Regions from separate parts of the Oryzias latipes genome. Here region 1 is linked to region 2. The links are chromatin contacts, called in public Hi-C maps. All regions are on one chromosome and are shown on one strand. Each heading gives the region's core, a stretch centred on a gene start, on an enhancer-like site or on the middle of the called end of the contact. The rest is flanking DNA. Distances are from core to core; before and after follow the strand shown.

Evidence for each region. A called contact is a pair of places that touch in the nucleus more often than the background predicts.
Region 1: a contact with region 2 is called in a Hi-C map of embryo, with 2.7 times the contacts expected there. The contact joins the enhancer-like site here to the promoter of LOC101166820 in region 2. A contact is called at or near these places in 5 of 5 Hi-C or Micro-C datasets (embryo, fibroblasts and gastrula embryo).

The regions. Positions count from the first base shown.
Region 1 is chr14:24,542,760-24,545,459 of ASM223467v1, reverse strand. No RefSeq gene overlaps it. Among protein-coding and RNA genes, the nearest start is that of LOC101161079, 14 kb to the left of the region's middle. Within about 2 kb of position 1,404, at least 1 of the 8 cell types and tissues checked has an H3K27ac peak or open chromatin away from gene starts, as enhancers often do. A contact at or near this core is called in embryo, where this site is marked.
Region 2 is chr14:24,398,688-24,401,387 of ASM223467v1, reverse strand. LOC101166820 (zinc finger protein 346) reads right to left here and starts at 1,276. Exons shown (of 7, transcript XM_004076766.4): 1 at 1,157-1,276. The coding sequence starts at 1,211.

The DNA of each region.
Region 1 (2,700 bases), core at 155-2,654, 140 kb before region 2:
GAATACAATTTACAGGGAAAAGCGTAAACAAAAAATGAAATGGGCCCCTTTAAGAAATAAGCCTGAACATGAAAAATTAGGGAACAACAAAAACTGACAAAGAAAAAGACCTGAGAAATATGACCTGAAAACAAGACACTGTGACTGTGACAGGGGAACAAAAAAAAATTAACACAAAACAAAAGATATCTCTGAAAAACAAAACAAATAAAAGTGCAAATTCCTAAGACAAAAAAACCTGAAAACTGGACATTCTCCAATTCTGGACCTCAAATTCCTTTTAAACACCGGCTCCTTAAAGCTCCTAATTTCTCCTAATTTCCTCATTCATAACACAAAATGTGTTATCCAGATAAAAAATAAAATTCAGAGACATTTACAATGGAACTATCCAAAGATAAATCATTTGGTTACAGAAAAAGAATGACTGTAAGGTAAACATAATAAAAAATTGTAATTTATTTATTCTTTTTTTTTTGTAAAAATCTTGTTTTTAAATCAAGTTTTTAAAGACTTGTTATTTTATTCTGCATTCCAAAAGAAATAGTCGAACTGACTACTGGTCATTTAACTATGATTTGCTAAAAATCATCAAAAAAGCTTCTTAAATCATCAACAGTGGGTCTGTGGGCGACACAGATAAACAGAAACTCCCAAACTTCATGTTCCACACAGCTCGCTTGGACTTGAGCTTGATTGTACTGGACAGCGTCTTTTCAGAGCCAAACCACACTCCTCTGCAGATTTCAAAGAAAAGCCAGAGGCTCTGGCAGAAAAACCGATCCCCACTCAGTGTCCCAGCGTGAGCGGCGGCCCTGTGGACGCTGGCCGCATCAAAACCTGCCATCACCGCGACTCCGACACAGGAGGAGCTGTTTTTAAACCCTCTGCTGAAAAAGACTATTATTATCAACTTATGAGGAAAAACATTCGGTGTTCTCTCATTTATTTACTTTTAAACTTTAACTTGCTGAATTCAGCAACAAGATTATTTCATTCCTAGCTGAACATTTTGGTTTTCTTAGGGGGGGTTTATTTCTTTTTCTAGTAAATATTTGTGTAAGGTTCAGCTTCAAACACCTCAAAAGTACAAATTTAGATCTCAAACTAACATAAAAGCTGGAAAAAGTTCTACTTTTTTTCTCTCCGTTCTGGCTGAGGATGAAACATCAGTGAAGCTGATTATTCCTAATTTAACACATGTTTTTAAAGAAGCCCTCTTTGGCTGAAATGTCCAGCTAATTGGTTTGTTAAGACGAGAGAAAAAAGGCTGAGGGGAGGGACAGGCAGGAAAATATCCCCCCTTTCTTTCATTCCAGACAGGTTAAATGTGCAGTTAGGCCCCAACAATGGAGCCGGGCTTTCACATGCAAACATGAGGTATACGGAGCGAGCCAGGTTTTGTGGCTGGTGCAGAGACTTCAATTGAGAAGCAGCAAAGCGTAACGGTATCTCCACCCGTCCAAGCCTCCCACTTTCCCTCCCTTCTTCATTCCGTCCCTATGAAATGATAGGGAGGGAATTTATTTTCCCTCCATCTCTGGACTTCTTCTTTCGTCTCAGCTTGGTATCTGACAAATACAGTATTATCATTTTTAGACACTCTTGCTCGTCTTCAGCAAAGATTATTGTAGGATTTTAAAGGAAACCTTCGAAATACATTGTCTTAAATTTCCATTTTAAAACAAATTGTGGCTCTGCAGGTTATTAAACACTCATTTTGCAATCCCTCTGCACTTTTTAGTGTGCAAAAACAAAAATAAAATGTGCAGCAATACTGAAGCATTCCAGCAACCTATTTGAGTTTTTTAGATTTAAAGAATACGACTAAAGCCTTTTGAGTTCAAGCACTAAGAAGCTTTCTGGCTATTTCAGAAGAAGAACAGGAACTTTAAAAACCTTCAAACTCAAGCAGCACACAGACAGGACAGTGGTAGGGAGGGGTCCTGCAAAGAAAGAAAAGAAAGAAAAAATGTGAGCTTGGGGATGGTAGCTGAGGGTATATTGGGTTTGTCATACAAAGGCAGAGGCCGTGAAATGGTGCTTGTAAAAGCGCGGCGCTGGTCGCCTCATTGAGTTGTCAATCTGCCCGGCAGGTCCCCTCCATGATGAGACCTGTCAGACCCTCAGACGCGGAGCAGGAGGGGTTGGAGATGACCTAATGCCAAATCATCTACCCCCTTTTTCTCTCTCAAAGCTTTCAAAAGACACCCCCACTGGTCCGTAATGTCGCCCCCGTGGAGCGGTAAAAGGAGACGGACTGGTCCAATCAAGACCGGACCCTGGACTGCGTTAAGGACAAAACTGGACACTGAGGAAATTTGAATCCAGACATCATCCAACCTGTTTGGAGAAAAGTGAATGTCCAGAATATATAAAGATTTCAGTGAAGTTTCTGACATGTGAGATGAAGAAAAGCATTTGTACAGAAATGGAGGGTTTGGATAAAAGCAGACTCTACACCAACAGTTTTAGGTTGATGCTAATCCTCAACTGTGTCTGAATAAGTGATTTGTTTAAGCATTTTTTCTATAAAATCTGAGAAAAAACTACACATGAAATTGTGAAACCCCCCCACAAAAGACTCAACTTCATCACCAAAAAGCTTAATTTAACAGAGTTGCGCTCTCTAAAACTAAATTAACAAAAAACTAAATAAACATAATGAGATTTTAGATAATTATTGTTAATTTGTACATT
Region 2 (2,700 bases), core at 27-2,526:
AAACTATGCCCAACGCATCAGCAGTTCCCTCTCTGCAGTAATTTAATCCAAAGATTCTGCTGAGACAGCAAGAAATGCAGTAAATAAAACAAAAAATAAAAGATATTTTTCCAAAGGCTGATGTTATTTGCACACATTTAACTGATGGTATTTTAACCCTATAATGTGGTTCCGTTACCACCATTACACTAACTGTAACCTCGCCCTTAACTGTCAAATGTCTATCCTGAATCCAGATCTGTTTGATTATAAACATTTCACTTAAGATTAAGAGAGATTTTAACAGAACACAACAGGAAAATGAATTTTAATTTTTCTTTTGATGCATGTAAGGCTAAACAAGGACATAGATCAAAAGATAACTTTAAAAAAATAGGTGTTTTAAATAATAGGTAGAAATGATGTTGAAATTTCCCATCTGCAGCTGCTGGAAGCTGCTGGAACTATGCTGTTGGATGTTTGGGAAACTTGCATTGATTCTGTGTGATTGCTGGATGTTTTATAGATAAATGTTTTCATGTTTAAATCATTTTAACACTTTTATTTGTTGAACATTCTTTGTTTTTAATGAATGAAGGATGCACTCATCAGAAAGCACATTTTTGTTTCCACTTGTTATATTTGTAATGGCAACAAAATTATCTTATTATCAGCATGAAGAGGGGGAAAAAACTTGAAATAAAGTATATCAGCATACAAATGATTTTGATTCAACTTTATTTAATTTTTAATGGAGCTCTTCCAAGATCTGAGCATCTCACTTTCTCAGATGTGGGACATTGATTCAGGACAGTCAGTGACACGATGGACCGAGGGAATTTTTACAGGCTGGAAGTTCAAGCTAGGTGTGTCTCCAAAATTGCTTCTGAGTTCAATACTGTCTCAGTTGACGACAGTCTGGTCACTTTTCTCCACGGACCAGAGCCCGTCAGTCAGCGGATGCAGACTCCCTGTCATCGACCTTGGATCCACTGCGGCTAGCTTAGCTTAGCACGTTAGCCATCATCCTGGCTGGAGCGTCGGCTAATGTTTGGCTTCAGGAAGCTAACGTCAACATTAGCTCAGATGGTTCCAACTGGCTAGCTTACAAATAAACACACCGACGACTTAACCAGTAAACTGTTACTCGAAATTATAGAAAAGAACTAGGACTAACCTTTCACAATCTCCGGAGACAAGCAAAGAAAATTGTCGCTGTCTAGCTCCGCCATGATTATCACCTACAACCAGCACCGCTGTCCGTAGCTTGCGCATGCGCGATGTTTACATTCCCAAGAAGGCTGCAGAGCATCAGAGCACGCGGGCCTGAATTTTATTAGTGTAAGATCTGTGATTTAAGACTTTTTGACGGCCAATGATGTAGTGACACTCTTTACAGAAACAGCTGATATATCAGTATGAAAGAAAAAGATCCTTAAGGACGTATGGTAAATATGAAACGATGATGTGCAGAATATCAGTCGATTTATGATCTTTGATATATACTGTCAGATGACATACATAGCACATAAACACGGATTGTGTCTGTTATTATTTACTAATTGTGTATATTATAGTTTCCGCATTGTAGCGCGTTTTGGCGATAATAGTTCAGCTTAAATAACTCTCTTAACTTTTCCTATTCATTCTCTATGGTAGTTCTTAGATGTAATACACTTTTTCACCACTAGCAAGATCTTGGTGGCGCTGTTTCCACATCGTCTCTTAGTAGTAAGGATTTTACAGGACAGATTAGATCCGATCGCTTTTAAAACACAAGAGCACAACAAGTTAAAGTCTCATGTAAGTAAAAAAATAAAAATAAAAAACAGGACAAAGTCTATAATTTGAAAACATTTCTCTTCCCGTCATTGTTGAACATGAGGACTGAAACTCCAACGGTGAGGGTAACAGCTGGGATGAGAGGAACGTGTTCAAACTAGAAACTCACTTTGTCCAGTTAAGTGTGTTTTCAAAACCTTATTCATTTAACCAAATGTAGTGAGGTGAACAGGGGTTACATTACATTTTCTATGTTATTTTTATTATGCATGACAGGGGTGACAGTATTTCATTATCCAGAAAAGAGAAGATGGATATGCATCATTTATCCTCAGGAATCCCTCAGGTTTCAGGCAGCAAAATGTTCCTGCTCCAGCAGTACCTGAAGAAGAAAGAGGCTCAGAACCTGCTCTTCCTAAACCTTCTTCTAGTCCTCCAGGTCTGTGGCAGACTAGACGTTCATGCTGACGTTAGGAAACATGGTAGAAATGATGTTTCCCATCTTTTCAGTGTCTTCTTTAATAATAATAATAATAATAATGGATTGGATTTATCTGCGCTTTTCAAGACACCCAAAGCGCTTACATTGTGTCCATTATTCATTCACTCCTCATTCATACTTGGTGATGGTAAGCTATGGTTGTAGCCACAGCTGCCCTGGGGCAGACTGACAGAGGCGTGGCTGCCATTTCGCGCCTACGGCCCCTCTGACCATCACCGGGATCATTCATACACATCCACACACCAGTGGAGCCACACTGGAGGCAAGGAGGGTGAGGTGTCTTGCCCAAGGACACAACGACATTTTGGCTGGAGGGAGCGGGGATCGAACCGCCAACCCTTCGATCATTGGACGACCCGCTCAACCACCTGAGCCACTGTCGCCCCAATTTATCATCTCTTTAGAGATGGAGGATGATGAAGAGTTGGAGAGAATGA